Linked DNA regions of Sus scrofa: regions 1, 2, 3, 5, 6 and 7 are each linked to region 4. A link is a contact called in public HiChIP or PLAC-seq and promoter capture Hi-C data. All regions are on one chromosome and are shown on one strand. The core of a region is the stretch at or near the end of the contact, and the rest is flanking DNA. Distances in the headings are between cores, read along the strand shown. Region 1 holds the start of RPUSD3 (RNA pseudouridylate synthase domain-containing protein 3). Region 2 holds the start of PRRT3 (proline-rich transmembrane protein 3). Region 3 holds the start of TADA3 (transcriptional adaptor 3). Region 4 holds the start of SRGAP3 (SLIT-ROBO Rho GTPase-activating protein 3). Region 5 holds the start of JAGN1 (protein jagunal homolog 1). Region 6 holds the start of EMC3 (ER membrane protein complex subunit 3). Region 7 holds the start of RAD18 (RAD18, E3 ubiquitin protein ligase).

The links. Promoter capture Hi-C pulls out the DNA fragments that hold promoters and counts their contacts. HiChIP or PLAC-seq counts read pairs in DNA pulled down with a chosen protein or histone mark.
Region 1: a contact with region 4 is called in an H3K27ac HiChIP or PLAC-seq map of alveolar macrophages. The contact joins the promoter of RPUSD3 here to the promoter of SRGAP3 in region 4. A contact is called at or near these places in 1 of 5 promoter capture datasets (fetal liver), 1 of 47 Hi-C or Micro-C datasets (liver) and 1 of 2 datasets of contacts at active chromatin or transcription factors (alveolar macrophages).
Region 2: a promoter capture Hi-C map of fetal skeletal muscle shows a contact between it and region 4, with 4 times the contacts expected there. The contact joins the promoter of PRRT3 here to the promoter of SRGAP3 in region 4. A contact is called at or near these places in 1 of 5 promoter capture datasets (fetal skeletal muscle) and 2 of 2 datasets of contacts at active chromatin or transcription factors (alveolar macrophages and skeletal muscle).
Region 3: a contact with region 4 is called in a promoter capture Hi-C map of liver, with 4 times the contacts expected there. The contact joins the promoter of TADA3 here to the promoter of SRGAP3 in region 4. A contact is called at or near these places in 1 of 5 promoter capture datasets (liver), 1 of 47 Hi-C or Micro-C datasets (liver) and 2 of 2 datasets of contacts at active chromatin or transcription factors (alveolar macrophages and skeletal muscle).
Region 5: an H3K27ac HiChIP or PLAC-seq map of alveolar macrophages shows a contact between it and region 4. The contact joins the promoter of JAGN1 here to the promoter of SRGAP3 in region 4. A contact is called at or near these places in 2 of 5 promoter capture datasets (fetal liver and liver) and 1 of 2 datasets of contacts at active chromatin or transcription factors (alveolar macrophages).
Region 6: a contact with region 4 is called in a promoter capture Hi-C map of liver, with 2.7 times the contacts expected there. The contact joins the promoter of EMC3 here to the promoter of SRGAP3 in region 4. A contact is called at or near these places in 2 of 5 promoter capture datasets (fetal liver and liver), 2 of 47 Hi-C or Micro-C datasets (alveolar macrophages and heart right ventricle) and 1 of 2 datasets of contacts at active chromatin or transcription factors (alveolar macrophages).
Region 7: a promoter capture Hi-C map of liver shows a contact between it and region 4, with 5 times the contacts expected there. The contact joins the promoter of RAD18 here to the promoter of SRGAP3 in region 4. A contact is called at or near these places in 2 of 5 promoter capture datasets (fetal skeletal muscle and liver) and 1 of 47 Hi-C or Micro-C datasets (epiblast stem cells).

Annotation. Positions count from the first base shown.
Region 1 is chr13:66,132,454-66,135,153 of Sscrofa11.1, reverse strand. RPUSD3 (RNA pseudouridylate synthase domain-containing protein 3) reads left to right here and starts at 1,380. Exons shown (of 9, transcript XM_013981960.2): 1 at 1,380-1,535; 2 at 1,831-1,970. The coding sequence starts at 1,411. LOC106505669 (a long non-coding RNA gene) reads right to left here and starts at 1,344. Exons shown (of 3, transcript XR_002337652.1): 1 at 1,185-1,344; 2 at 231-452.
Region 2 is chr13:66,210,183-66,212,882 of Sscrofa11.1, reverse strand. It overlaps PRRT3 (proline-rich transmembrane protein 3), which reads left to right and starts at 1,288. Exons shown (of 4, transcript XM_021069316.1): 1 at 1,288-1,830. All of the region lies in intron 2 of LOC106505670 (a long non-coding RNA gene), which reads right to left.
Region 3 is chr13:66,078,642-66,081,341 of Sscrofa11.1, reverse strand. It overlaps TADA3 (transcriptional adaptor 3), which reads left to right and starts at 1,370. Exons shown (of 10, transcript NM_001206536.1): 1 at 1,370-1,576; 2 at 1,699-1,756; 3 at 2,451-2,683. The coding sequence starts at 2,477. It overlaps ARPC4 (actin related protein 2/3 complex subunit 4), which reads right to left. Exons shown (of 7, transcript NM_001206535.1): 2 at 841-905. The coding sequence starts at 843.
Region 4 is chr13:65,758,571-65,761,270 of Sscrofa11.1, reverse strand. It overlaps SRGAP3 (SLIT-ROBO Rho GTPase-activating protein 3), which reads left to right and starts at 1,379. Exons shown (of 25, transcript XM_021071097.1): 1 at 1,379-1,502. SETD5 (SET domain-containing protein 5) reads right to left here and starts at 1,298. Exons shown (of 25, transcript XM_013981946.2): 1 at 967-1,298.
Region 5 is chr13:66,153,543-66,156,242 of Sscrofa11.1, reverse strand. JAGN1 (protein jagunal homolog 1) reads right to left here and starts at 1,388. Exons shown (of 8, transcript XM_021069312.1): 1 at 389-1,388. The coding sequence starts at 477.
Region 6 is chr13:66,240,568-66,243,267 of Sscrofa11.1, reverse strand. EMC3 (ER membrane protein complex subunit 3) reads left to right here and starts at 1,305. Exons shown (of 8, transcript XM_003358517.4): 1 at 1,305-1,664. The coding sequence starts at 1,510. FANCD2 (Fanconi anemia group D2 protein) reads right to left here and starts at 1,317. Exons shown (of 44, transcript XM_021069313.1): 1 at 1,225-1,317.
Region 7 is chr13:65,357,841-65,360,540 of Sscrofa11.1, reverse strand. It overlaps RAD18 (RAD18, E3 ubiquitin protein ligase), which reads left to right and starts at 1,399. Exons shown (of 14, transcript NM_001142833.1): 1 at 1,399-1,528. The coding sequence starts at 1,478.

The sequences.
Region 1 (2,700 bases), core at 131-2,630, 370 kb before region 4:
ACCCAATTCTTTGCCTCCCCCACCCACGCCCCATTTTTGGCTGCTCTGTGGCAAAAGGAGTTCCCGGGAGGCCAGGGATCAGATTTGAGCCGAACCCTCGGCAATGTAGGATCCTTAACCCCCTGTGCTGGGTGTGGATCCTGTTGTGCCACCTCGGGAATTCCTCTTTGGTTTATTGCATTTAATGTCTTATTTCTCTGGTTGCCCCCTCCCTCTCCTCCTCCCCATACCTTTCCCTCCTGGTGAATCTTCTATTACTTCTTTACAGCTCGTCACTCACAACTCCCGTACTTTCTTCAATTCCAATGGGCTCCTCACTCTTCTCTCTCTCTCTCTCAGCATCTCCACAGGGTTTCCGCAAGGTGGGTTGTGATGCTGTTATTTTAAAGGTGAACTTCTTGTGGGTGGGGCTGAGTCTTAAAAATCTCTTTCTGGTTCACAGATGTCAAGGCCTAGCACAAAGTTAACATTAAAAAAATGCTGAAATTCGGGAGTTGCCATGAGGATGCAGGTTCAATCCCTGGCCTCCCTCAGTAGGTTAAGGAGACATTGCCCTGAGCTGTGGTGTAGGCCAGCAGCTACAGTGCCTATTGGACCCCTAGTCTGGGATCCTCCATATGCCGCAGATGCAGCCCTAAAAAGACCAAAAAAAAAAAAAAAAATGTTGAAATTGGTGATGATAAGATTTATTTCCCTGGCAGTTCTAATCATAAGACAATTTATGTTTCCACTTTGATTATTTGTTCTGTTTTCGCTTTAATAAATAATGCTGTGGTGACCCTCTTTGAGCCTCTGGCCTTTTTTTCCTTTTGGATTATTCACTTAGCTGTGTTCTTCAAAACAAAGTTACTGGACCAATGAATGTGGGTTTTTTTTTCCAATTTGCCTTGCAAGATCGTGCACAATGGTATTTTTGTTTGTTTGGGTTTTTTGTTTGGTTTTGTTTTTTAAATCAGAAAACTCCTAAGGGAGTTCCCACCAGTGGCTCAGCAGAAATGAATCTGACTAGTATCCTGAGGAAGCAGGTTTGATCCCTGGCTGTGCTCAGTGGGTTAAGGATCCCACATTGCCGTGAGCTGTGGTGTAGGTTGCAGACACGGCTTGGATCTGGTGTTGCTGTGGCTGTGGTGTGGGAAAAAGAAGACGACTCTTAAGAATTACAAGGGTAATCAGAAAACCTTTACCTTTAGTCCTGCCTTTGTCCTAAGGCAGGACCCCTGACCTCGAGTAAAATCCTCCTCTGCTCTGTGCCACCGTTTCCCCCAAAGCACAAAAAGGAATTTCGGCATTTCCTCTGCTAGCAAAGGCAAAGCTCCCTCTTGTCGCCGCTCTGACCCTCGCTACTCCGATTGACAATCAGTCTGACCAATCAGAGCGCTGTGAGCGAGCCGGGGCAGCCCTTCCGGACACATGCGCACTATCCTCACACCGGAGATGGGTGGCTACCGTGTCTGGGGCCAGGTCTGGGGCGGCTGTCGGCAGGGTCTGGGGATCTGCGCAGTGCCCAAGGCCGCAGGCTTTGGCACCGAGGCCAGGTGATTACGCACCTCCTGTTTCATGCGGGAGGGAGGTTGGGGCAAGATGAGGGTGTGTGCGGGATCAGCAGTTAGCCCTGCTGTGTGACCCTAAGTTAGTCAATTGACCTCTCTGAGCCTCAGTTCTCCCCGGGGTAAAATGCAGCTAGTTGAACCTGAATTTTCAGGATGCCCAACTCAGGCTTTCGGAAGCATTTGTGGGAAGCCGCAGGATTTGGAGAGAGATGTTGGAAATAAGAATGGGTGGCACCTCGGGAAGTTATGATTCTCCTGTTGCTTACCTTACTTTTCCTAGGCATCAGCTGCAATCCCGAGGTTCTAGCAAACGGTTGGGCTCCTTGGGTGACAAACCTTTCCGGAGGCTGCTGCAGCCAGAGAATCTCAGTCGGGAAGAGCTGGTTGATGTACTGAGGGAGGCTGTGGTGGACCAGAAAGGTGAGGAGTGGGAGGGACGGCTGCAGACAGATTAAGAAGGGGAGCAATTCTCACCTTAGCCTTCCGGGTACCTGGCTGGGCTCCCTACTAAAGGCTTCTGGGTCAAATCCTGGTTCTGATTCCCACTAGCCACTGGAGTTAGGACCAGCCACACAATCTCTTCAGTGCCTCACTATCATGGGTACAGGGGTATGGGGTGGGGGTGGGGGGTGTAAGTAGAGAACCTTGCATACAGTAGGCACTCCACAATGGGAATTGCTGTAATGAAGTTTTTATTGATGGACAAAACACAAGCTTTGAAATCATATCTCGGCTCTGTAATCAGCTTGTTGTGTGGCTTTAGGAAAATAATTTCCCTGAGTCTCAGTCTCCTGTAATTTATTATTAATTTTCTCAACTATTTATTGAACATAGGCTATGTTCTGGGCACTGTTCTAGACATGGCTATATAGTACTGAACAAGATAAATATGGTTCATGCCCTTAGGGAGCCAACATTTCAGTGGGAGAAGTTGATGAACCAGGAAATAAATTAACAGGTACTTACTAGTCAACAGTGCTATGAATAAAATGGTGTTATAAGAGTACCAGGAAGTTCCCGTCGTGGCTCAGTGGTTAAGGACTCTGACTAGGAACCGTGAGGTTGCGAGTTCCATCCCTGGCCTTGCTCAGTGGGTTAAGGATCCGGTGTTGCCGTGAGCTGTGGTGTAGGTCCCAGACGTGGCTCGGAT
Region 2 (2,700 bases), core at 39-2,538, 450 kb before region 4:
AGGTTGCGACGCGGCTCGGATCCGCGTTGCGTGGCTCTGGCGTAGGCCGGTGGCTACAGCTCCGATTCAACCCTAGCCTGGGAACCTCCATATGCCGCGGGAGCGGCCCAAGAAATAGCAACAACAACAACAACAACAACAAAAAAGACAAAAGACAAAAAAAAAAAAAAAAAAAAAAAGAAATACGTGGTTGTATAAAACACTGGTAAACAGAAAAGCAAAATTTGGGAGTTCTCTTGTGGCACAGTGGTTTAAGGATCCCATGCTGTCTCTGAAGTGGCTTGGGTTGCTGCCGTGGCATGGGTTCAATCCCTGGCCCAGGAACTCCCACATGCCTTGGGTGAGGGCAAAGAAAAAAAAAAAAAAAACAAAGGCAGAAAAGTGAAATTGATAAAAATTGCATCAGCCATTGTTTACCTTCTAATATTTAGGGATGGACGATATATATATATATATATATATATATATATAGAGAGAGAGAGAGAGAGAGAGAGAGAGGCAAACAGATATTAATAAAAATGGGATCATACAAATAATTACCTGAGAGAATTTAGAGTATCGGTATGTAAGTATGCTTATTGCAGTATTGTTTTTAGGAGGGGAAAAAAAAAAGCTGTCAACCACCAAATTACTCATCAGTAGGAGAATACTGGGAATGTTTGAGAAACTGATGGCACATCTATATCATGCCATACTGTGCAGCTAATTGAAAGAAAGGGTGGAGCTAGGATGTATAACCTTCAAAATATTTCCAACATATATCTGCTTAAGGCACAACAAAGTTCTAGAATAAGAGGCAGAGTATGATCCCATTTTTATAGAAAATGCATATATATATATATATATATATATATATATATATATGATGCAAAGCAAAGAGCATGGTGTTAACAGTGGGCATATCTGGGGGGCCAAGCTGAAGAGGCCAAGGGTGAGAGTTTACATGTTCTGTGAACATTTCTATGTTGCTTGAATTGGGACAATCAGCATACATTAGTTTCATAATTCAAATGGCTGAAGTTTAAATAAATAGACAACAACCTACTCTAGGCATGTCTCCATGCCATTAAAGGTTCAATATCGTATTTAATGACCTCATGTATGCCTTGTGTGGATTTCTCTTAATGTGTTTAATCTAACGGTGGACATTTAGACCTCATAGCATCCAAAGAGGGGCCTGGAGCATTTTGACAAGCAGACCTGAAAACGTGCAGACCCGCAGACCTAACCACGCCTCCTTAGGTAGGAAATTATCTGATAGGTACGCTAGTGCATGTGCACCAAAATGTAGTATGTATGTATCCCTAGATAGGGCTAGATATACGAAGGAAGTGAGTTCCCCGTCCCCGGAGGTATGCAAACAGAGATTGGCTGCTCCATTTTCAGAGGTGCCAGCGGATGTGATTTACACATCCATCGGACGTGACCTCGGTTCCTCTCTTAGCCCTGAGGATCTCAGAGAGAAGGGAGGTCAAGACTGGGAGAAGAATCCACCCCTAAGGGGAAAGGGTTAAGCGGGGCTGGCGCTCCTGTGGGCGGGCTCCTCGATCGGCTGCGCCGGGCTCTGTTAGCCAAGTCTGAGCATCTCGGAGGATGCGGCGCGGCGAGCGGCTTCAGGGACGCGCGCAAGGTGAACGCGGGGGCTGCCAGCTCGGCGCCCAGGTGAGGAGTTGGACTAGGGAGGGTGCGATGGCGGGGCTCCGGCGGGGAGCATGGCCTACAGCCCCCCTCTCTAGCGTGAGCGACAGAGCCTGCACCAGCGCCCACCCCCACCCGGGACACTGCGGGAAGGCGCGGAGCCAGGGGAAAGGAGATGGAGGAAAAGGAGAGGTAACCCGAGATGGACCAGCTCCTAGCGGGTGCCCTGCGGCGGCCCTCGCCCTGCCCCCAGGCCGGCCTCCCGCCAGGCCCAGAGGCAGGGAGGAACCAGGCTCCCCCTCACCCCCCAAAAATGTCTGCAGCAGCTGGAACCCAGGGCTGGGCAGCCCCCTCCTCGTCCAGAGATGACTACATCTCTTGGATGGGGGTGGTGAGCAGATGGCATACGCTTTTCATACAAGGCCGGCTCCTCTCTCTGCCTCCTCCTCTGCAAAGCTTTTTGGACCCGCCTGTGTAAAATGAGCCCCTGCTGTTTCCCGGCCCCTCCTATTGCCACTTGCAGCCTGTGCGACCTTGGGCTGGTTGCTCAACCTCTCTGAACTTTGCTTCTTCCCCTATGTAATGGGTCTACTCACATCTGCTTGTGTTGGGAAGGCTGGATGACATCGAGGACAAGCAGCTGAGCTTAGCACAGGAGGTGGAGTGGGGGAGAGCTCAACACAGAGTACTGTTATTAACCAGTGCAATGTTAGTTGCCTTTGGGTCCTTCCCCACAGCTCACCCCGATCCAGACACTGAGACTGAGGCTTCTCCTTGGGTCCCCAGCACCTAACCTGGGCCAGGAGCAGGGCACGGGTTCGGGTTCGGAGAATGTTTGAGGAATTAACTAACAAAGCAGAGATTAACTCAAGTTGGGGGTGGGTTTAAGGGGACTTTGATCCCCCTGAAATTACCCACAAGCTTCAGTGAACCTAGGCATTTCCCTGGGGAGAGCTCCTGGGGTTTTCCTCAGCTTCTCAAGGTGTCTGTGAGCCACCAAGGATTAGGAACCAGGGAGCTCTGAGCACAACTGCTTCCCAGAGAGGAAGCCCCTAAACACCC
Region 3 (2,700 bases), core at 121-2,620, 320 kb before region 4:
AAGCCAGAAGACAAACACAAGAGGACAAGCAAGTTTAGGGAAAGAGGAGTTACGGCCTGGAAGTCTAATTTCAAGGTGTCTTCAACACTTCCAGGTGAACCATGAAAGAGGGCTAGACCAGCAGATTTAGGAGTTACCAGAATGCAGACGGTCATGAAGACCTGTATGTTAAATAGGTAGCACCACCAGGGAGAGTGTAAAGAGGAAGCTAGTGAGTCTAAATTGCTATGAACAGCCAGTTATCAAATGAGAGGATTTCCAAGGAGGAAGGAATCAGCAGTATCAGAGCTTACATTCTATAGTAAGACTGATACGGTTGAGTTCCGACCAGGAAGCGGTCTGGGAGGTAGAAGCACAGCTGGGGCAACATGAAGACTGGGATAAGGAAGTTCCACAGAGAACGCTCTCCCTCAGAGAACCATGGGGTCAAGAGGGCAAGAGGGGGGTGCATATTTAGTGAAGGTCTGCACTGGTTGGGGAGGTGGCCCTATTACAAGCCTCAGCGGCCCTACTAAGGGCTACGGGGCCTACTACGTGCCTCCGACGTGCTACCATACCTAGGAGCACCCACTCCCAGCTTCCTCTCTGATTCAGTATCTCCCACCTGCTTCAAAACCCAGACTATGAAGCCGAAAGGCCTGCTTCTTAGGAGGGCGTCCCCCGCTCGCTCCTTTCTCACTTCGGCCCCCGCCCCTCCCTCCTCCCAACCTCATGGTGCCCCCGCACCCCCAGCACCCCACGGCTCAGCGCCTCTCCGCTGCAAAGCCGCATCTCCCCCAAACCCAGAGCCTGAGGACAGAACAGTGGGGGTCCCTGGCCCGGGTCCCGGCTCTCTCTCACCATCGCGGGCGCTGGCTGGGCCGGAAAGCGGAAGTACGGAAGTGGCCAGCCCCGCGACGCCTGCCCTTTCGCGAGAAGCGCAGCCGCAGTCTCCGCCCGGACGTCCGGACTGTACCATCTATGTCCCGAGCGGGGGAGGGAGAAGCTAAAAACACTTGGCACTTCGGAAGTTTTCCCGCTAGGACTGCCGTGGTAGTTTTAGATTCCTGAAGTTTGAAATCACTACTCAAGCTTCTCCCGTCATCGGTGAGGCTCTCGCTTGTGACTTTGGCCTTCTTGTCGTCTTTGCTGCCATCTTCCCTCACAGCCATGCAGTGGTGCAGCCCAGCCTCAGGTTGGGCACCATATTAGGACAAGGCGAGCCGGGGGAGCTCTTCGATCCTTCCGGTTCTGTGCCCCCATCCTTTCTCCGGGCCCCTCCTACCTGCAGCCCTCGGGGCTCAGCGGGACTAACTGCCAAGCGGAGAACCCGGCCGCCGAGCCCCGCCCCCAGGCGCCGGGCTGTTCCCGAGGGTACGCCCGAGGCTTATTCTCTCCACCCCACTAGCAGCGGGCTCACTCGCTGCCGGCAAACTCCCACCCTCGAAAGACCCAGGGGCTGGTCCTCGCGTCTTTCCGCCCCCGCGTGCACTGCTGGGGGCCAGCCCCTAGTCAGTTCCGGGGCGGTAGCTCTCACCGACCGGAACTCCCCGCCCCCACCCGCGGCCCGGGGGCAGTAGGAGGCGGCTAGGAGGAGGTAGAGGGGGCGGGGGCCGCGGTAGGGTGTCCGCGGTAAAGGTCTGGGACCCAGAAGGCGGGACACTGGGGCTATCCATGGGTGGGGCCAGTCATTAACCAGTCCCACTTTTTCTGTGCCAGGCACTGAACTGGGCTCTTGACGGGCATCATCTTTTAATCCTCAGATCATCCCAGGGAGGTAGGTACTATTACTATCCCCGTTTTATAGATTCAAACTTCTTATGGGGAAACAAGCTCAGGTGTCTTTTGTCCCATTTTACGGATAGAAAAACTGAGACTCGAGAGATAATTAACATGTTCAGGGCTATATAAATAGAGGCTGGTCAAGCCAGAGCTTGAATCCTGATGTATCTAGTTTAGCAGTTCACATTCCTTACTATCTGGGGCAAATAGGGAAAAGGTGGGGAGGGTGAAACTAGGAGAGGCTGGGAGGCACAAAGAACGTTAACGTAAGTATGGAATACTTGGAATTCTGGAGTTTAGCAGAACTCTGGAAGAGTGGAGCTGAAGGGAAGAGCATCAGAAGGACAGGCACAGTATAACTGTGGTTAGAGGCACAGACTTAAAACTACCTGAATTCAGATTGCGTGTTGATAAGCATGAACATGTACCCACTCTAACAGTCTCAGTTTTCTCATCCGTAAAATGGAGATCACCATGAGTCACGGGGTTATGTGAGGAATTTAATGAGAAGCCAGTAAAATGTCTGCATCTAGCTTGGTGCACAGTAGGTGCTTTACAAATAGGAACTGTGACTTCAGCCTTAGTAGGATACTGAAGCCTGGCTTTCTTCTTGAGGCTGTCTGAATAGAAGGAGCTCTTGGTCTTTTCTTGTGCCACTTGTCCCCCCATCAGTGGTCCGTTCTCTCCAGCTCCACAGGGTCCCCTATCCTGGGCCATGAGTGAGCTGAAGGACTGCCCCTTGCAGTTCCATGACTTCAAGTCTGTGGACCACCTGAAAGTCTGTCCCCGCTACACAGCAGTGTTGGCCCGCTCTGAGGATGATGGCATCGGTATTGAGGAGCTGGACACTCTGCAGCTGGAGCTTGAGACCTTGCTTTCCTCTGCCAGCCGACGCCTGCGGGTGCTCGAGGCTGAAACCCAGGTGATACCCCACAGAGG
Region 4 (2,700 bases), core at 130-2,629:
ACCCCTGACCCAGACCAGCAGAGCTGGCTGCAGCATCAATATCCAAGGGAAAGACCAGTTATTCCCAAGAAGTGAGACAAGCAAAGAGCTCTATAGAATAAATTAGCATAGAAGGGGCTTTCCCAACAGTTAAACTTTCCCTGTCACGCGATTCACCTACTTAAAAACCAGGGCTTTTTCTCACCACCATTCACTTCGCATCCCTGGCTTCCACGCAGAGGGAAAGGCAATTAATAGAGGCTACATTTTTCTGCCTTTAAAGATATTCTCAAATGATCTCTCTCCACGCCCAAGACAGGGAAAACGACACAATCTGGCTCAACTCCAAGCTAGAACCCTACAAATTCAGTGGGGCCATTTCAGAGATACTGGGGCATACGCCACTGAGAGCCCAAGAATGTGAGGTGGGGGTGGCGAAGCCCAACGTCTTTAGTGTGGGAAAGGAAGCAATCATCTGCAATAGGGACCCTAGGACGAGAGGAAAAGCGTCCAGGAACATTCTTGGAGGGGGGAGATCGAGGGCCCCAGAGCGACCAGAGTTGTCACAAGGCCGCGCGAACGGGGGTGGGGGTGGGGTTTGGGGAGGGGAAAAAAAAGTGTGCTGTGTATTTTGAGGAGGGCGGCGAGAGGCCTATTCTCAAGTAAAAGGTAAACGTGGAGTAGGCAGTTCACAGGAAAAGGGGTGAAGAGGCGTGGGGGGAGGGGAAACGTCCTGACCCAGGAAAGACATGAAAAGGGTAGTGGGGTCGACTAGATTAAGGAGGGGGCCTCTCCGCCTGGGAAAGAGGGGTACAGTGGTGTGGGGGGGCGAGGGGGGATGGGAAGGGGCAGCATCCTCCTGCTGAGAGCCGGGGGAGGGCCAGGCCCACGTCCCGAGAGCAAGCGCGAGGAGACGGAGGAGGTGACCCTTCCCTCCCCCGGGGCCCGGTGGTGAGGGGAGGTCTCTCTTTTCTGTCGCACCCTTACCTTGTCCCAGGCCTGGGCCCGGGCTGCGGCGCACGGCACTCCCGGTAGGCAGCAGGACTCGAGTTAGGCCCAGCGCGGCGCCACGGCGTTTCCTGGCCGGGAATGGCCCGTGCCCGTGAGGTGGGGGTGGGGGGCAAAAAGGCGGAGCGAGCCAAAGGCGGTGAGGGGGAGGGCCAGGGAAGGAGGGGGGGGCCGGCACTACTGTGTTGGCGGACTGGCGGGACTGGGGCTGCGTGAGTCTCTGAGCGCAGGCGGGCGGCGGCCGCCCCTCCCCCGGCGGCGGCGGCGGCGGCGGCGGCGGCGGCAGCAGCTCACTCAGCCCGCTGCCCGAGCGGAAACGCCACTGACCGCACGGGGATTCCCAGCGCCGGCGCCAGGGGCACCCGGGACACGCCCCCTCCCGCCGCGCCATTGGCCCCTCCGCCCACCGTCTCGCACCCATTGGCCAGCTCCCCGCCAATCAGCGGAAGCCGCCGGGGCCGCCTAGAGAAGAGGCTGTGCTCTGGGGCTCCGGCTCCTCAGAGAGCCTCGGCTAGGTAGGGGAGCGGGACTCTGGTTTGGGGGAGGGCCGGCGGTTTGGCGGGGGATGGGTGCTTGAGGTGGTCTGACCGGTAGCGGGGGTCGCCTTCCCTAGCGGGAAGTCGGGAGCATATCGTTTGTTACGCTGGAAGGGGAAGAGGTGGTGAGAGGCAGGCGGGAGTGCGGCCCGCCCTGCGGCAACCGGAGGGGGAGGGAGAAGGGAGCGGAAAAGCCTGGAATACGGACGGAGCCATTGCTCCCGCAGAGGGAGGAGCGCTTCCTGCTCTTCTCTTGTCACTGATTGGCCGCTTCTCCTCCCGCCGTGTGTGAAAACACAAATGGCGTGTTTTGGTTGGAGTAAAGCTCCTGTCAGTTACAGCCTCGGGAGTGCGCAGCCTCCCAGGAACTCTCGCATTGCCCCCTGGGTGGGTAGGTAGGTGGGGTGGAGAGAGCTGCACAGGCGGGCGCTGTCGGCCTCCTGCGGGGGGAGGGGAGGGTCAGTGAAAGTGGCTCCCGCGCGGGCGTCCTGCCACCCTCCCCTCCGGGGGAGTCGGTTTACCCGCCGCCTGCTCGGCTTTGGTATCTGATTGGCTGCTGAAGTCCTGGGAACGGCCCCTTGTTATTGGCTTGGGTCCCAAATGAGCGAAACCACTACGCGAGTCGGCAGGGAGGCGGTCTTTGGTACGGCCCTCCCCGAGGCCAGCGCCGCAGTGTCTGGCCCCTCGCCCCTGCGCAACGTGGCAGGAAGCGCGCGCAGGAGGCGGGGGCGGGCTGCCGGGCCGAGGCTTCTGGGTGGTGGTGACTGCGGCTCCGCCCTGGGCGTCCGCCGCCTGAAGGACGAGACTAGCTCTCTACCTGCTCTCGGACCCGTGGGGGTGGGGGGTGGAGGAAGGAGTGGGGGGTCGGTCCTGCTGGCTTGTGGGTGGGAGGCGCATGTTCTCCAAAAACCCGCGCGAGCTGCAATCCTGAGGGAGCTGCAGTGGAGGAGGCGGAGAGAAGGCCGCACCCTTCTCCGCAGGGGGAGGGGAGTGCCGCAATACCTTTATGGGAGTTCTCTGCTGCCTCCTTTTCCTAAGGACCGCCCTGGGCCTAGAAAAATCCCTCCCTCCCCCGCGATCTCGTCATCGCCTCCATGTCAGTTTGCTCCTTCTCGATTATGGGCGGGATTCTTTTGCCCTGGCTTAACCTGATTCTTGGGCGTTGTCCTGCAGGGGA
Region 5 (2,700 bases), core at 139-2,638, 390 kb before region 4:
ATTCCCCAAAAAGCCCAAAATATAGCAGCTACTACGTATTGGGCAGACTTACGGGCTGTTATGCTACGTCCTTTACGCTAATTGTTGCCTCATTAATTCACCAATATCAAAATGGCAGATTAAATTTCCCTTGCCAGATGAGAAAACTGAGGCTCAATTAGAAATTCTGTTCCCGAGGGCGGAGAGCCAGGCCAGCATCGCAGTGGAGCGGGCCGGACCCCTCGAGGCACAGGGGGATCAAAGGTGGAGCTCAGAGGAGCAAGGGGGCTTCTCGAGATTGGGGACCGGTTCCGGGTTGTCCTAGAAGGAGGGACTTGGCAGGTGCGCGGGGGCTGCCTGGGAAGCAAGATCCTGAGGCCTGGCCCGCAGATCTAGCCTCACTTCATACCTCATCTGGTAGTGCATGGCGACGCGCTCCCGGTGCTGAAAGTCGCTGCCGTCGGTGCCAGCCGCTCGCGGGCCTGCCCGAGACGCCATTGTCCCCACCCAGAACCCAGGAGCCCGTCACACCGACCCGCTGTCACGACTACCACGCCAAGCGGCCCACGGACGCCGTTCGCGCCACCTCAGCTCAGCCAACCCAAGAGCCTGGGGTTTCGCGAGGACAACTTCCGGCCTGTCTGTCCCTGGAGGACCGACTCTGTGGTCATTCCCCTGTGCAAGCGCACGCGCAGGAGAACACGTACGCACGCGCGCGCTCTCGGCCCCGCCCCAGCAGTCTCTCCCCGCACTTTGCCCCGTGCAGAATATTAATTCACAGCACATGTATATTTTTGCCAAGGTCTTGCTGATTCTCCAGCCTCTCCAGCACTTTCACTTCTTAAACTCTCACTCAAGTTTAAGATGTCTCAGTCCCCACTTCACAGATTGGGGAAACTTATTCCTGGAAAAGATATGTGACTTTCTCAAGAGCATACATCTTCCATCCTGTCTTAAAGTATCTCCCCACAGATTACTTAATCATTGCAAAGAGGAAACGGTAACTTCACAGGAGATATCGGGAGAAGGCACAGGAGAAACCTGGCATGCATCCCCTTAACTAAGTAAGCAAATTAACTTGACCGGAAGTGAGACAAACTGAATCTTTCTGCCTCCTGATAAAGCTGAGGACACAGCATCACTTTTGTGATGTGCATGCCCAAAATACTCAGCCTGAATCTATCATGAAGAGATGACAGATAAACTCAAATTGAAAGACATTCTGCAAAATAACTGGACTGTGCTTTCTTTAAAATGTCAAGGCCATGAGAAAAAGAAATTAGGTAGAAGTAGAAAGCAGGGCAGTGGCTGCAGGGCTAGAGGAAAGAAGGAATGGAGACTTGTTCAGTGGGTACAGAGATGAAAAGGAGATGAAAAAGTTCTGGAGATCAGTGTGGTAAGGGTTGCACAACAGTGTGAATATACTTAATGCCAGTAAACTGTACACTTAAAAATGATTACTTTTAGAAGTTCCCATTGTGGCTCAGCAGAAACAAATCTGACTAGCATCCATGAGGAAGTAGGTTTGACCCCTGGCCTTGTTCAGTGGGTTAAGGATCTGGTGTTGCTGTGAGTTGAAGAGTAGGTTGTATACACAGCTTGGATCCAGCATGGATGTGGCTGTGGCTGTGGAGTAGGCCAGCAGCTACAGCTTGGATTCGACCTCTAGCATGGGACCCTCCATATGCTGTGGGTGCAGCCCTAAAAAGACAAAAATTGTTACTTTTATGTTATGTGCATTTTACCACAATAAAACACAAATAAGAACATTTCAAAATTGTTACCCGAAAAACTAAACCATTTTTCCATGTGTTTTGAGTCATTTAGATTTCCTTTCCCTGAACTATGTTCCTATTCTTTGTTTTGTCTTTTGTCTTTTAGAGCGAACCTGTGGCTTATGGAGGTTCCCAGGCTAGGAGTCAAATCAGAGCTGTAGCCACTGGCGTACACCACAGTTTATGGCAACGCCAGATCCTTAACCCACTGAGTGAGGCCAGGGATGGAACCTGCAACCTCATGTTCCTAGTTGGATTTGTTTCCGCTGTGCATGATGGGAACTCCCATATTCTTTGTTGTTTGTGTACTGCATTGCTGGTCTTGTTTGTTTTTGTTTTAAATGGCTGCACTCAGGCTAGGGATTGAATACCCCTACACACAGCTGCGGCAACACCAGATCCTTAACCCACTGCACTGGGCAGGGATCCAACCTGAGCCACCTCAGAGACAGCATTGGATATTTAACCCACTGTGCCACAGTGGGAACTCCCAGAAAAGTTTTTTAAATGTGGTTGAATATACAGTCTTTTCTTTTTGGCTTCTCAATTTTTATTCATAACTAGAGTCCTTCTCTACTCCAAGGTATCTCAAATGATTTTATGCATTTGGCATTTGATGATCATGCTCAGACATCTGAGCTCCTCAAAGAGAGGTGTAAGAACCAAGTTACTAGCCCATGTGTCTGGCACAGGGTAAAAGCTCAACATGATTGCTGGATATATACATTCCAAGTGAGCCCAAACCATCCTCTTCTCCTAAGCACTGTGAAGAATCCTCAGGTTGACAGAACCATCCTCGACACTCCCCAATCCTACCACAGACACTCTCTGGCTTTAGCTTGTACTTATCTCTGTCTTTTCTGTGTGTGATTTCCATGATGTTCGTCAGGGCCAGACTGCTTCTGAGTCATCACTGGCTTATCATGAGACTCTTAAGCACAGTGGA
Region 6 (2,700 bases), core at 56-2,555, 480 kb before region 4:
GCAAACCAGAACCTTCCTGTCTCAGTGTTTTTGGATAAGGTGTTCTTTCCAACTGAAATGCTCTTATCTGCCTGTAAATTACTCCACCTCCTTAAAGACTCAGTCAAAAGCCATCTTCCTTGAAGAGTGTTCCTCCTATTCCCAGGGAGTTTACCACTCCAGCTTCCCTGATCCACAGAGATGTGTGGGAGCCCTTACCGCCAGGCTCTTTGAGAGCAAGAACCTAGTGTCACTTATCTCGGTATCCCTTGACCCCAGCACAGCACCTGGCATTAAAAACTTCCAAGAATATTTGCTAAAGGAGAATGGCTGGCAGGAAGGTAACTACTAACAGCTAGCAAAAACTATTTTAAGTGCTTTATGTTTAATACTTCATTTATTCCTCATAAAACTTTTTTTTTTTTTTTTTTTTGGTCTTTTTGCCATTTCTTTGGGCCGCTTCCGCGGCATATGGAGGTTCCCAGGCTAGGGGTCAAATCGGAGCTGTAGCCCCTAGCCTACGCCAGAGCCACGGCAACGCAGGATCCGAGCCGCGTCTGCAACCTACACCACAGCTCACCGGCAACGCCGGATCCTTAACCCACTGAGCAAGGGCAGGGACCGAACCCGCCACCTCATGGTTCCTAGTCGGATTCGTTAACCACTGCGCCACGACGGGAACGCCATAAAACATTTTGAAGTAGATACCATTATTATTCTCACATTGAGTGGCAGAGCTGGGGTTCCAATTTAGCAATCCGGCTCCAGAATTTGACTCTTAACTACCAACTACACGTACTCTTGATTATAATAATGGCTTCCAATAAAAGTTAATATCCGCTACATACCAAGCACCATGCTAAGCGTATTCTTTATCCGTGGCCTCGTTTACTACTTATAAACACTACCAGCCATTCTGCAGACGGAAAAACTAAAGTAAGTCAGGCCGTCTGATTTCTGCGCACACATCTTTAACACGTGCTAACCCATCACGCTTCCAGAAAAGTCTGAAAGCCGAGGAGATAGGGCGGGCTGCCCGGACCAATTCGGTAAATCCCTCCTTATTTCGTCATTTTAACGACGCAGCAAGGTATCTGGGGGTGGGGGGTGGGTACTGGCACGCGACAAAGGAAGCTCAGGTTTGGGGCTCGAAGCCTCAGAGGGAAAAGCCGCGCTCGGCGGGGGCCTTGGGACCAGACCACAGGGCAAGGGACCTCGAGGGACAATGACCGCTGCTCCACTTACCCGCCAAGAAGTCACCGCCCTAGGCTTCGACTTTCCCGCCCCGCACGCCGCCACGCCAACGCCACCGGAGCGCGCCTGGCCGTTACGTCAAACTTCCGCGCCGGAAGTGGGCGGGCCAGTGGCCCGGCCTGGGGGAAGGGAGTGAGGGCCGAGGCTACCGTGGTGGGTCCCCCGCCAAGCTGGTTAAGGGGAGTGAGAAGGCCCGGAGACTAACTCGACGAGAAACCCCGCGCCCCGGGAAAAAGAAACCCGGCTACACCCGCAGGCCGCCGGCGCTCTGTGAAGATGGCGGGGCCTGAGCTACTGCTCGACTCCAACATCCGCCTCTGGGTGGTCCTGCCAATCGTTATTATCACCTTCTTCGTGGGCATGATCCGTCACTACGTGTCCATCCTGCTGCAGAGCGACAAGAAGCTCACCCAGGAACAAGTCTCTGACAGGTTAGCGCCCTCCCTTCTCCGGCGATCCTACTCTCCTATGACCTTGGGCAAGAAAATGTAGGGGTTATGTTAGTTTGCCGGGGTTTCTCATCGCCCCCCCCCACTACCTCAGTGTTCTTTGGCTGTGTGTTTCACTTTCCTCATCTGCAAAAAGAGGATGATAACAGGACATGCCCCATAGAGCAGGCGTGGGGATTAAATTTTAGATGATGTCTATGGAGACTTTATCATAGACTTGGGGCATGGTAGTTGTTCAATAAAATGTTGCTCTTAATATTATTAGGCTAGTGGCCAACCCTCGGTGGTCTTATCTATGAACTCTTAATCAAAAAGATAGGTGTGATTATACTTCTTTTACCAAACTACTGTGGTGGTCAGCTTTCCAAGTGCTTTGCAAATGTAAAACTGTCATAGAGATGTGAGGAGATGTAATTAATCATTTCCCTTCCTGGAGTGGAGACAACATCTTCCTCATGTGCTTCATGACTGTATCTACCTGTGTCAAGAAGTAATTTGAGAGAATTTAGGTGATATCCAGACATGTGTCCACTCCATATCAAATTAAAAAATTTTTCAGTTAATCGTTCTGATTATTTTGAGACCAACTCAGGCGAATGCTACCATGTCTTTAACACTTTCCTATCACATATTAATCACATTTTAACAAAGAGCAAGCCTTAGGTTCAGAACTTTGCCCAGGTAACAATATCTAGCTGAAAGTTAATAATGTTCTTTTGTTTTTATTGCAGTTATGTTAACATTTATTTTCTATGTGTGGCAAACAATACTGGTGTTAAGCCATGTTGCTGGTAATTGAAAGACTTCTAAAACTTATATAAGTAGGAAAAGTTGATATATAAAAAAATATTAAGTTTTTAGTAGTACAACTGCTTGGTAAATAAGACAAAAACCATAATCATGGAATGGGAATAACTGAAGTTTGGAAAGCACTGCTTTATCATTTTCAGTTGTGCCTCCCAATTCAGTTGAGAATAATCATAAACCAGTACTTATTAAACACTTATTTTCTGCTAGG
Region 7 (2,700 bases), core at 150-2,649, 400 kb after region 4:
TGCCGTTAATATTATTATTGTCCAATGAGATTTGGGCACAGGTTAGGAAAAATCAATTGAAAACATCTCTGCCTCATGGGTCAGAAGTTCCTTATGAAGAGAGTCTGAAAGAGTGAAGCATTAACCTCTCTGAGCCTCCATGTCTTCATCTGTAAAATGGCAATAACAATCTCACTTCTGCCTACTTTACAGGGAAGCTCTGACTGGTCAATGGTAAGTACTTAAAAAAAAAAAAAGATTTGTTGAAGGAGTGAGTACATGGACTATGTGGGGGTGCCAGTGACAAGCCGCAGAGGTCTTCCCTGAACAATGTAACTGTGCTGATTTGCTGCCCATGAAACCTAATGTGATGGAGGCCCACATCAGGCAGGGGATCAGTGCTGAGTTGAACAGACAGACTGGATAGTGTGCTGATCAGTGCTTCATGTTTGGGTAATGGACACTCATACTCGATTGGTGAGTGTTTAAATATACTGGTACAGCCTTTTTGGAAAAGTCTAGCTATAACAGTGATAAAACAGCACACAAATTAACCTAGTAATTCCATCTACTAGAAATCCCCTAGATATTCTGGCTCAAATATGCCAAGATTTTCATAGATAGTAAGTATGTTCACTTCAACTCTTTGCAATATCGAAAAACTGGAAATAATGTAAAGTGTCCTCAGTATGGGAGTGGATACATAAATTTCAGTAATCTGTATGATGGACAATGTAGCTATTAAAAAGAATGAGATAAATCCATAAAACGGAGCCGTTTCAGGAGGAATCTAAGTTAACCGAAAAATTCAAATTGACAAAAGTATGATTTACCACAATAATATTCGTGGAAAAAAACTGTAATTATGTATCTGCACAGGAACTACCTGGAAGGCTACACTCCAAAGTTAAGATAGTTAACCATCCTAGTTGATGAAAGAGCTCTTATTTAAAGTCCAGAGGCCCTATTTGTAGTCTGGTCAAAGACACCGTGTGACTCAAGGAAACTATTCACTTTTGGGGGCCAAAGCGAACTTTTGTGAAAGCTAACGATAATGTTTACCTCTTAGTATTGTGATGCGGTGAGATGAAATAATGGATTTGAAAACCCTGGCTCACAGCAGGGACAGATCGTCATAGCAATCAGAGAAGGTGACTGGAAAGAGGGGGCGTGAGCCTAGACTTTGAAATGTTTAGCAAGGCCTGGATTTCGTTTGATGCCAGGCTATCTTTTCCCAACATTCAACAGGCATTTATTTATTAAGTGTCTGTACAAAACCGGATGTCGTGGAGAGGCGAAGAGGAAACCCCGCGCGTGCGCAATGAGAGCACCTTTGGCTGCGCTCCGCCCACGTACTACAACTCCCAACAGGCACCGCTCGCGTGTCAGGCGCGTCGCGAAATGCTGACGTACCTCAGTAGCGCGGGGAATTTCGAGTGGCAGTGGGGCACTGGAGACCAGTGGGTAGCGGATACCCCCCGCTTTTTTAGGGGAGACCATGGACTCCTTGGTCGAACAACGGTGGCCTCCGGGGCTGGCAGTCATGAAGGTGAGTGTTTCGGGGGGGTTGGGGGCGCCCGGCGTCCGCAGGAGGCCAGCCCCGGCTTAAGGAGGAGAAAGGATGAGGCGCCAGTGGCGAGCTGGGCCAGGGTACCTGGCTCTTCGCTGCCACTTGCCAACCGCTTGGCTTTGGACTTCAGTTTCCTCCCCTGGGAGGTGCCGGGGATAAGCCTTGGTCCATTATGGTGATCCAAGGTTGGCCTTCGTATGGAACCGATCATTCTCCGAGTCAGCCACAACAGTAACAGAGAACTGGAGGGAAGCAGTTACTCCAAACAATGGAAACAACAGTGACACCTAATTCTTAGGGCTTACTACGTGCCATGCATTATGTAAACTCTCCCAGTTCTTTAGTTGAGAATCTGACACCGTATGTGATTTGGGGTGAATCCTGCATCAGATAACTCTTGATCGCTTAGCAAGGCAGGTAGTCTCCTTTACATTTCTCTTTAATTTCTTCCAGTTACCTTCAAGAAGCCTAGTGCTAATTTGTCTTAATTCCTCTCTGATGTGTCCTGACTCCTAATAGTTGTGCATCTCTCTCTTTTAAACAAAGAAATCAGGACTGGGGCCCAGCACTAGCCTTTGATCTCATTGCAGTATTTTACTGAAAGAACACTGATTTTTGCGGCTACTTTGTTTTTGGCGAGGCATTCCAGTTTCCATTTACCATAGTGGTGAGTTCTGGATTCTCCTATGTTTGGTTAAGAGCAAATACACTATGCTGTGCTAGCTACAATCAGTTGCTTGGTTTTTCTCCTTGTTCTGTGTTTCTCTTTGCGATTGTGAGCAGGATCACCTTCTTCTGTTCCTTAGTTTGGTAAATTTGAGGATTGTGGTGTCTGTTCCACTGACTCATAAGGCTGACTCTAGGGATTAAGTGAAGGAACGTGGGGGAGGTTAAAGGAGGTATAAGGCCATGTTCTACCTGCTGCCACCAGTGTCATCTCTATTGCTTGGGGACTTGAGATAGCCCTATGGTGAAAAGCTGACATCATGGAAGGATCTAGGAAAGCTGTGGTTTTAAAGTTGTGGTGGCTTTGGCACCAAGACGCAGTGGTGCAGTGGAGAAGAACACAGATTTGAGTTCCAGTGGTTCTGGATTAAATTTGCTCTCTGCTTCATATTTAACTGTGACCCTGATTCAGTTACCTAACCTCT